2 separate regions of the Danio rerio genome follow, and region 2 is linked to region 1. A link is a contact called in public HiChIP or PLAC-seq data. All regions are on one chromosome and are shown on one strand. Each heading gives the region's core, a stretch centred on a gene start, on an enhancer-like site or on the middle of the called end of the contact. The rest is flanking DNA. Distances are from core to core; before and after follow the strand shown. Region 1 holds the start of rspry1 (ring finger and SPRY domain containing 1). Region 2 holds the start of si:ch211-212o1.2.

Region 1 (6,149 bases), core at 1,689-4,188:
GGTAAAAGGGATAGTTCTTTTTTCCTTTTTGCAGTTATTCACCTCATTTTCTATTTAATTATGATACTTAAATAATGCATTTTAGTGACGTTTTAAGCACTATTATTAGCTGAATTAGCTTGTCAGATGGCCACACATTTTAAAGAAATATTTTCATAAAGAAATATGAAAAGACTTTTAAAATACTAATTTATGACATCATATAGCATTAGAAAAAAATAAATCTGTTAAAGTCTGTGGCCTATTGTCATTTATTATGCAAATAACAAACTGGCCACAGTCTAGTCAGAAATCCGCCATTTGAATGATAAAAAGTCAAACGTAATAATAATAATAATAATAATAATAATGTACAGCTTCATGATTTTTCTTAAAAAAGTACATTTGAAAATTCATGGATAACAACATTTCATCTCTACTTAACAGCTTTACAGTAGCCAAGGATGACTTCACTTACGTCAGATTAAATGTTTTTTGCACAGTTGTATGTTGGACTTATGAAAAATAATATTTTGCATTGGCCAAAACTGATTAGCTAAAGTCACACTGAAGCGAAAGGCAACTGGGGATTCCTCTTGGTTTTAAAGACAATGTCGATTGATTATTTTCAGTATTTATGATGACATCGCAATCAAAATAGGACAAATGAGCTCATGTATGGGACAAATTAAATTGTCAGTGGGGGGTGGGTCTTTCGAACCCCCATTGGCTACGAGACTGAATAAACAATTTGACATGTAGTAGATTTTTTATCATTTTATTTTAAACAGATTTTTTATATTTTTTATTATAGAGTTAGTAAATTATAATGTATGTATATGTTTAATATTACAAATAATTTACTGGTATTGAACGAATGATTTGTAATGCATAAAAGAACTGATTGATTAGTAATTCATAAGTAATATGCTAAAACGTATACAATATAGCTGCAAATAATACATACATAAAATGTAATTACAGAATCCATGAAATCAGTTATTACCCAGCACTGACAAAGACTGGCTTATATCCATTTTTCATTGATTTACTGCTTACATATTTAAACATAATAACAACAACAGATATTTGAAGTGTTTAGAAAGCATAATGCATGCATTCACTCCATTTAAATGGTGCTAGAAATACACTAACATATAAAAACATGTTCGCAATATACCCAGACTATATTTCATCAACTCCTCCACAGGCAGTGTGCAATATGCATCAGAAAATGATCACATATCAAGCAACAATGGGATATATACCAACAAACAGCAACACAAAACATGACAAAACAGCAAATACAGTTTAATACTATGCAAATATATATTCAAGGATCGCTGCATTTATGTTCTACAACAGTATTTACATGAGACAGAAACGCATCTTTAGGGCCTGATATTGATCTGAAGTCCAGCATGCAAGGCTTTGATCGCACTCACTGGATCAGATAACACTAGTATTAGCACAGCGACTGGTTTATTGCACATTATACAAGCTTAAGCCTAGCCGGGTTTTTTTAACTTGACCGAAATATAATGGACAAAGCCAAATAAGATGTGAGGAATAAAGGGTTATTTCAAAAAGGAAATGTGATCAGATATTTACCTTCTCCGGGTTTGTGTCCCTGTAAAAGAATCCCCTGAACAACAGCTGCTAAGGACGCGTAGTTCCTACGCAAAAACAACATTGACTCTTGGGAAATGTAGTGTTCATGAAAAGGTTTTGCTTTCGAAAATCATTTATGATATTGTTTGTGTTTTAATATAAGTAATTTATATAAAAACTCAAAACATATTATTTAATACATATTATTTAATGTGTGGAAAATATCAGGGAATAGGCAGAATTTATGTATTTCATTGAAATGTATTTTTATAATTTAATACTTTCTACAATTATAATTTTAGATACATATTGTTATTTCAATATTTGTCAGTAATGTTAATCAATGAGTTTCTTCGATTTGACTCGTTTTTTGATTAGATGTAGGAGAGAAAATCAAAGATGTCAAGATATTGCAGCAAAAATATTCCCTGATATTTTCCACACATTAAATAATATGTATTAAATAATATGTTGTGTTGAACCCATTTGAATTCGGGCTGGCTGCAACATCTAACTAAATACCAGTTTTGGTGTTATTAAAACAGCGAATGCAGGGAATTAAACCTAAAGCAAAAATAGGTTACACAAGGACCAAATAATTGCACAACTCCATCTCTTGAGAAGAACATGATTGTTTTATTGGTTGCTGGGGGGATTGAGTCCAGCATCATGTGCTGGAGAGAGAAATGTGCAACAACACACAAGGAGCAGTGATGCTTTTAATGAACCGCTTCACAAGACACCGGATTGAATCGGTTAGGACGGATCTTTTCAGGGCAAGAATAGCACCGTAATATTAAACATATCATAATGGAATTAGTAAATATCATATGATTATGTCCAAAAATGTAATTAATGAATAAAAATGGAACATTGCTATTGAAATGAAGCTGAATCGTGTTTACATTTAAGTGAATTTCGACGCAACAAACTTGCATATAGCAAAAACTCATATTAATTAACATTAATTAATAAGTATAAACAATAATTAATTAGTTGAAACGTTTAAGCCACAGACTGCACGATGACGCAGTTACGTTCTGACGTATGAAACAGCTGAATCGTTTTTTTTTCAACCGGTTCTTTGAAACGAACTATTCAAAAGAACCGTTTCGCGGAAGTGAGTCGGACTTCCCATCATTTACACTACACCGAGTGCTCCCGTTGATCCTCCGGCTATCTTACACTGATTCTAACCAGTCCTCATGCTTTCACTTCTCAGCCCAACGTTGAGTTTCGTCTTTAGTTTTCGGCTCGCTCTGTATTTGTTTGCGGCTCGACAATATGCTGATTGTTAAAGTGGTGGTGTTGTCGAGTACGAGTCATTTTGCTGAGAAGTAAAGCGCACACACTCACACTTCCCGTGTAGTCTTTGTGTTCGGCCTACGGATCTGTGCTGCTGCATTTACCGACTATTTTCCGCTTTACCAGGTGAGTTATTTCTAGTCTCTGACAAATACACATGGTTTAACTATAAAATGCTTTTTCGTGTATGTGCCAAGTCAAAGAAGGGCTTTAAACTGCTGTTTCGTCCATCTGTTTGGAGGTGTGGCTAGTTATGTGGTTGCTAGCGATAATTTCTGACATGATGAAAGAGGCTGTGTTTCAAGACCTAGCGAACTGCCCTTTTAGACAGCTTTGTCAGAATAACAGTCACATGATGATACTTTTGGACAAAGATATATTCTGTTTTTAAGTGTCAGATAAGTAAGTCAGGCGACATGTAGTAGACAGTAGAAAGAATGACAGCCTGAGTCACCGTTGAATTTTATTACGAACCTTCATGGATAGAAGTGTATAGTGGCTGACACTGCCAGTCTTAATCTATGTGTAATTGTTGTGTTTCATTGTAGAAAGAAAGTTTTAAGGGTTGCAAGTCCCAGTGGCAGAATTTTCATTTGTACATGATCTATCCCTTTAAATGCTGCCTACGTAGGCAGCTCGCTAGGGTTTGAAACGCAGCCATGGATTCTCAAGTTTTTTTGACGTTAATTTACTGGAATGACAACACTGTTAATAAGCTTTCAGTCTGTTTGTAAATGTCACTGATTGTATTAAGAGCACACTGCCCAGTGTTCTTTCAAGTCTGAGTGGGTTGCTGTGTTTTGAATGGGGGTTTTGTAAAGTTGTTTGGTGTGCTAACTGTTAGTTAGCGTATGCTAACACTGACAATCCCAGATCTTACAAAAGTATTTCTGTTGTTTATGGACACAAATTAGAACTGCCTGCTGTTTTATGATTTATTTTGCTTTACAGAATATGTCTATCTAAACTATTTTCAACGCAGTTTATTGATGACATTTCCTACAATTTGAAAATGCAAATGCTGTCATTTAGAGCATAAAACGACATGTTTGTGTTTATTTTAGACAACAGTATTTGGTAAAATAACCTTGATTTCCAGTTACATGTGTTAATTTTTGTTCTCTGAAGGAAAATCATCTCTAAATGACAATATTTTTATTTGAGTTTTGAAGTATTTTCAGACCTTACAATTAAACTAATATTAACGTTTTACTCAAACAAGTCAATGTTTGTTGACCCAGTCAATCCAGTTCATTCAAAGAAACTAAAAGTTTTCAAGTGATCTCTTCATATAATTTTTCAGTAAATATATCAGTCAGAACTGGGCCCTCTGAACATTTTGTTTGTTTTGCACATTTGCCACTGTTATGTTTCCTTTCCACACTGAAAATAGTTTGTGTAATCTTTTTCAGGACTTCAATCTCCCAGGCTGTAGGATGTGTGTTGACTGCTCCATCAGTTTTGTTTGTTCGTCTCTGGATGCTGATGGTCTGCAGTAGCGCAATGACCGACACGTCTACGCGACCCGTACCGAGACACCCACTAAAGTCCTTCCAATGATATGATAGTAGCCACCTGGATTGCATTCTGTGCCACCAGGAGCCTCGTGCGGGTTCTCCGACTCACCGTAGAACAGCTGCAGTCAGTGCAGTTTTGGGCCAGCCTCTCGTCCGGCAGAGCCATGGGGAACAGCTGCGTGTGCAGGGAGGACAGTGACGTGGAGGAAGGATCAGCCTCTCGCAGGCAGCTCAGGCGGGTGGATAACTCTGTGTCTGATCCACCGGAGGCCAGAGGGAGTCGGCCCAGGGACCCGGTTCGACCACCCAGAAGAGGTCGAGGGCCACACGAGCCACGTCGGAAAAAACAAAACGTGGACGGTTTGGTACTAGACACGCTGGCCGTCATCAGGACTCTTGTAGACAAGTGAGTGAACCTTTCCCGTAGGAGGGATCTGCTTAGATTTGTTATTAAATCTGTTTATGAATGAATCATGGGCATCATATCAATTTCAGTTCCTTATATTCATGTGTGTCAGCAATAACATCACTCCATCTTTGGCTAAAAGCATCCACTTGTTATTCAACATCCATTTGCATTGTGTCATGTGTATTTTTTTTACCTCAGTGTTATTGTCTACCAAAGGGATGCCACGCCGTCTGTTTAAACTTTTAAAATGATTCCGCTTTAAGTGTGCAGAGCCTGGCAGAGCTTTGTAATGAGCGTGCTATTATTTATTTATTCATTTTTTCACACAGCACCACATTTAATCTTAATGTATTGCCCAAGACAGCAGCTTGTGATAACCAAGAGTTTCTTCATGTTTCCTTTAACAATTTGGCTTGATCTCAGAGTCGCCAGTCACTCTTCCTCTATCACATGTTCTTACACCTTCCTACACTGATGACCTACTGCTATCTAATGATGAATGATCACTTTTTAAAAGTGAAGTTGTTTTATCTGTGCATCAGGTTGCGTGGCTCTGAACCTGATGTCTAATATGGCCTGCATTATTGCATGGAGAACATGGCAGTGTGTGGCCACTTCCTGAAGAGAGGCTAGGGGAAATAAACGGCCTGGCAGGAAACTGATATATATTATTTTCTCAAATTTTCTTATTTGTGTTCTCAGTGTTTGGACTTAAATGAAAAATGCATAAATGACAAAAAAGGGAGCATCAGCTTCTCTTTTTCTCTGTGGCTTGAATATATATTGTTGCTCAACCACATCCTTTGGCGGCCTGTTTTTTTTTTTTTTACATGACACCTGTAACTGTAAGGCTGAATGAGGCTTTTTTTATTATTTCTGTTAATGAATTACTGCAATCAAGCTTTACTGTTTAAAGGAAACATTGATACAAAAAAACTTGCATATTTTCAAGTCAATCTAAATCCCAGGTCATATTATACAATTTTTATTGTCAGTTAAGAAAGTCACTTTTGCCAGATTATGCGTTTTTTTTTTGTTTTTTTTTTCCCTGATAAAATTTTGATTTGTCATGGGTCACAAATATGCCAGACTACACGTTCCTTCATAATCAGTCATCCTGTGACATCTACGACAAGCGTTATTTCCCAAAAATTTCAATAACCACTGATGCTTGCTGACAACTAATAACTACATTATTTAAGGGCATTTGTTATGACATGGATAAGATCAAACTTTTGATTCCTTTTTAATATTAGGATATTTGTTTTGAATCTACAATGTATATTTTCCTGCCATGGGTTTCTTATTAAACACTCACTCACCTGAAC
Region 2 (5,742 bases), core at 675-3,174, 280 kb after region 1:
GCTGTGTAAAACGTATGCTGAATAAGTTTTCGGTTCATTCTGCTGTGGTGACCCCTGATGAATAAAGGGAAAAAGTCGAAGGAAATGAATGATTGAATATTAGCAGCCAATGACTATCAAAGTACAAGGTTGTTTACAGTCAATTAAATAGTGCTAATAATGCTTAAAGTCATACTTGAATGTAATTTCAGAGAGAATATTAAAAGTAGAGTGTTAAACAATATAGAGACCTTGTCACAAGTTGCCACTGAAGAATTGTGCGAATATAAAACTAACATCACCTCAATGTGGATTTTAAGGGTAAATGGAGATTTCTACATGAGGCCAAAGAAATGTCTGGCAGAAATAGAATCAGTCACCATTCAGTGAGTTTATTTTCCATGAGATGAAAGTGAACAGTTCTGCCTTGAGTAAATGATGACGTTATGTTTGCATTGGAGGAACTGTTTATACTTCTTAGAGGTAGCATATTTATAGACATGGGGGCGTTCTTGTTGTGTGTTTAATGCGTATGAATCATTGATTCATGTTCTGTATTTGGTGCAGATGAATAGTGTTTCAGTGTTATGTAAATGTAGTGTGTAAAAGGTATAGTCAATTATAAGCAATTGTAAAAATTGTGTTTTGTATTAATTATTATAATATTCGAGATATGTGTTATGTTAGCAAACCAGTTAAACTGTCTGTCATTCCTGAATATTGTCAGTCTTTACAACATCACAAAACACACGATAAAAGAAAAGATTTTCTATAGTACACTAATTAATATATAATTATACCCTACTGAAAAAAAAAGGCTGGTTGGCTGGTTTTAGCTGGTCAACCAGGCTGGTTTTAGAGGGGTTTTGGCCACTTCCAGGCTGGTTTCCAGCCATTTCCAGCCTGGTCTTAGCTGGTCAGGCTGGGAGATGATCAGCCAAAACCAGCTATGTCCAGCTTTAACCAGGCTGGTCAAGCTGGTTTTAGATGGTTTTAGCTGGTCACTTTCCAGCCTGACCAGCTAACACCAGGCTGGAAACCAGCCCGGAAGTGGCCAAAACCCCTCTAAAACCAGCCTGGTTGACCAGCTAAAACCAGCCAACCAGCCTAGGCCAGTTTAAGCAGTTTTTTTTCATCAGATTCAGGGTAATTACATTAAATTTCCATTTTACAGCATTATATAGGATAATGCTTGACAGATTTGTTTCCAAACAACATGTAAGCAACGTGTATGATGTATACAATTAATATGTTTGCGACAGCTTTAAGCTATTTGTGGAGTTTGTTTGAAATATTTATAAATCATTGTCCATGCCTGTGATCGCCGGTACATAATCAAACAGACACTTGAACATGAGATAGCATGATTATCTTATCTATTTCTTATCAACAGGTAGCACAGTAGTCATGTGTACTCGTATAATTTCACTAGAGGCGTTTGTGTCTTATCAGCGTCTCGAGCACTACGATAGACTCGCATGAGATGTTAGGGACCGTTGGTAAAACCCCAGACATGATTCGCTGACATTAAGGGGCGACGCCAGTATAATCCTACAGATTTTGTAATGTACATTTGATTAAACATCAAAAATCGTTTTGTTGATTATGATAATTCTTAGATAAGAGTAGCCGGTGATCAAAATGGCTTTTTCCTCTCACACTATAAACGCGTCTTTTACGACGGTCCCTAAGATCAGAGCACAGCAGCAGGCAGAGGAAAAGTTTTGCGAATATTCACTTTATTCAGGCTGTCGGACAGTTTAAAGAGCTGCTCAGAGTCCCCGCCGGGAGCAATATTATCTATCATTTGCCTCATGAGATGAAACAAGGTAAATAATAATTATCGAGGTATGTTTGTTTATTATAGCGGAGTGGTAGACAGGCAGTTCGTGCGTATTTTAGTTCCGGGTGTGTTTCGCTGAAGTAGGAACCTCAGTGGGTTTACCAAGAAAGGTGTGTCATTCACCGCTAAACCTGAACCCCTGTGTATTAATTACTAAATGCACGATACAGGGTCATTATTAATGCATTTTCTCTGAAAACTGGCCATCATAAGGGACCATGGCGGCGGCGTTACTGTCAGAGACGGAGATCAGGCATCGGTCTATGGCGGAGGAGGATCCGAACGGGAATGAGCACGGGGCGGCCGCGCGCAGCACCGCACCTCGCTGGGGACCACAGCACGCCGGGGCCCGACAGCTCGCCAAGCTGTACTCTCCGGGTAAGACGAGCACGTCAGCTGTCATTACACACATCTGTGTCAATGTGAATGATCCTTCTACTACTGCACACGGCAGCGTCTACGGGCCAGACTAAGGCCAGGAAAGCACACACACACATCCAAAAGTTGCTTGTAGTCTTATGTGTAGAGGTCAGTTTGAGATCAATATCATGTGACAGCTCCATCAACATAATGTATTGAATGTTGGTGATTGTTTAACATTGAGCTGCGTGTATATGACCCCGTTTATGGGTTGCATGTGTTGTGCATGTGCTACTTTGTAAAACTTGTAATTGCAGCTGTCAGGGCAAAGTGTTCAGAATAAGAGGATCATTTTATAACACTTCAAGGAACTCAAGATTTAACGCTTTGTCACTGTCATATTTTTAACACTTTGTCACTGTCATATTTTTCTAATTTTCCATTTTTATTATTATTTTTTAAAAGTTAATGATATATTTAGCAGGAATAGAATCAGTCAATGCATGTATTTCCATTAAGTGAAGGTGGACAGTTCTGCCCTGAGTAAATGATGAGTGGTGTTGCACACTTTATGCTTTCCTGTGCAAAAGTGGTATATTTTTAGATATGGGGGCTGTCATGTTTTGTGTTTAGTACAAATGAATCATAGCTTCCGTGTCTGTATTTGGTGCATATGAGCAATGGCTCTTTTTTCTTAAATGCAAAATTGTACGTTTTGGTGTTATTTTCAAGTTTGTAAAAGTCATGGACATATATAGACGATTCTAGATGATTTTTATTTTAATTTGGAGATATCCCCCAAATTAAAAAAAATGTAATAAAATTGTTGGTTTAATTCTAAGAATCAGTTACTGATATAAAGATGAAATTGTTCTCCGTGAAATATATGAAATGATATTGATAAAACATTACAGTATGGTCCCATCAATAAAATGTTGTTAATGCATTATTTATTTATGAGGAATTCATTTGTTATTTGATATTGATATTTGATATACATGATATTTAATAATCTTTGTAAATGCTGATTTAATAAAAAGAAAATGTTAACTAAACCTCACTGGTAAAGGAAGTACAGATACACTATTAAAATATGAATCCAGCTTTCCCTGAGCAAAAGTAGTACAGTACTTTTATTTTTAAGGATGTAAAATAAAAAAATGGTTATAAAAGTAAAGATTGGCGATGAATCATATATTTATTCCTAAAATCACTGGACAGACTAGATTATTATTATTATTATTATTATTATTATTATTATAACCTTTATTTTACCAGGTAAGTCACATTGAGATTAAAAATCTCTTTTACAAGAGTGTCCTGGCCAAAATTAGGCAGTATACATGTCACATGGGTCTAACAGACAACAAACAATTGACAGTTAACATGAATCACACTGTTCAATCTGTTTCAATTTCTAAATCATTTATTCTCTTTTTTTTATTGAAAGCATTTACTGAAATAAATTCTTTAAACTGCAACTTTGTTTGTAGATTGTTCCTTGCAAAAGGTGCTGCATATTTAAAACCCTTTTTCCCTATCTCAGTCTGCACTTTAGGAACAGACACTAAATAAATATTCTGTGACCAAAGACCATAGCTAAGGGCTTTTTACAAATGTAAATCTGTAGATATGATGAGAGTAAACCCAATATAGATTTTTAAACAAAGATATGCCAATGCTTGAACCTACAAGTAGAAATTAGAACTATATAGAGCAGTGGTTCTCCAACTTTTTTTTATGTAGTACCACCTCAAAAAATTATTGTTTCTCCTAGTACCACCATAATAGGCACTATTGAAATACAGTAGCACACAATGAAACAGCAACAGCACTGCACAGTTGAAAAAATTAGGCAGATTAATTCCTATTACTAATACTATTTATTATTGTCAGCCACTTTAAACATTATAAATAGTTTGAACATTAACACTGTACTCTACTTATGTGTAAAAATAAAATGTTAATATTTACATTAAAATGTGCTTTTAAAAGTTAAAAATAAAAGGTTACTGTTCTTTAAAAGTAAAAAAAAAACTCCTGTACTCAAATGTAAAGTATTAACATATACTGTAGTAGCCTATTCATCAACACCTGGAAATGTTGCCTATACCTCAGAAATGTAGGCGATATGTCTTAATATTCATACATAAATAATTTTTGATAAATTTTGAAATATATGTAGCATGTACATATGACATATTTGATTCCTCCGCGTAACACTGGAAGGAAGCATGCATACCACTAGTGATGCTTGTACCACAGTTTGAGAACCACTGATAAAAAGCATACATTGAGTATGTTTTTATTTTAATACCAACATCTTTTACACACAATTAAAATTAGGATACTCATAAGTCAAGTGTGCAAGAGAGTCAAATAATCTTAAAGAGTACCTATGATGAAAATCATCTTTTGTGAGAAGTTTGGGCAGTACTGTGAGTAGGTATAGTGTTTCCACAGTCATAATCGAGTGATATAAACTCAACAGGTCTTTTTTTAATTTATTTTTAATTAATTAATGTATTTTTTTCAATTTCCTGACATTAAAATAGGATCCAAATCTCTCCCATTTTGAGGCCCACTGCAAGGCGACGTAGGAGTGCGGTTTTCCTGCCCACCAAATTGATTGACAGCCGTGTATTAACATGTCTCCGTATTAACACGTATACTTGTATCAACAAGACATGACGTCAGAAAGCAACTGGGATTAAAAGATCTGTTTATCTCTCTGTGATCATCAATCATCATCAAATGTGATCAAGAACGAGCTTTACAAGTTTAAAATATTTTTAAAACAGTGCATGTTTGCAATGAATTACAGCGATTTTACCGTCTTTACTTTATCACCACAGCCGCATGTCAGTACAATTATAAAAGGAGACGCTTCAATCCTTGTTTGTGGATGTTAAACCAGGTTTATTTTGTAGATGAACATAACGAATATCCATACAGCAGTGGATATTAAAGTGCATCCTGTCACATTTGCGTGCAAAAACAGTGCAATATTAAACAGGTGCGCTGTGTCTTTGCATGTGTGCAAACTTTATGTGTGACTCATCATTGCAGAAAGGCTTGAATTTACTCCACAACAAATACATCAAATAATCATTGGGAAAGTTCCTACTGTATTATTTTCACAAACGTTACTTGAGATCTGCTTCCTTCATGTCTGTCACTGTGCTGTTTATCTGGCGCAGCAGGAGACTGAGACACAGTCTGACAGACATGTGGGAACGGTGGGTGGGGAGAACTATCAATAAAGGCACAGGCCACAAAAACAGCTACATAATGTTCAGAGCAGAAAAGTCTAATATTCTGAAAGGTATAATAAGTAATCTGATGGGTGTTTTGAGCTGAAACTTTGCACATTCTGGAGAAACAAAAGACTCATCTTAAATCTTAAAAAAGGGGTAAAATAGGTGCCCTTTATAATCTGATCACGTATATATTCAATATGAAAATTAATATAGTTTGGACAAAATAAAAGGCTATAATCTCATATAATGCTCTATCTTTCATTTCGTGATGTCACAAAACTCATTGGTAATACTTTTTAA

What was found. HiChIP or PLAC-seq counts read pairs in DNA pulled down with a chosen protein or histone mark.
Region 2: a contact with region 1 is called in an H3K4me3 HiChIP or PLAC-seq map of gastrula embryo, with 2.6 times the contacts expected there. The contact joins the promoter of si:ch211-212o1.2 here to the promoter of rspry1 in region 1. A contact is called at or near these places in 2 of 18 Hi-C or Micro-C datasets (caudal fin and an unstated tissue) and 1 of 4 datasets of contacts at active chromatin or transcription factors (gastrula embryo).

Annotation. Positions count from the first base shown.
Region 1 is chr18:19,107,856-19,114,004 of GRCz12tu, forward strand. It overlaps rspry1 (ring finger and SPRY domain containing 1), which reads left to right and starts at 2,939. Exons shown (of 15, transcript NM_001045072.2): 1 at 2,939-3,021; 2 at 4,308-4,818. The coding sequence starts at 4,457. It also overlaps a transcript of psme3ip1 not described here.
Region 2 is chr18:19,384,139-19,389,880 of GRCz12tu, forward strand. It overlaps si:ch211-212o1.2, which reads left to right and starts at 1,925. Exons shown (of 6, transcript NM_001080164.1): 1 at 1,925-2,200. The coding sequence starts at 2,041.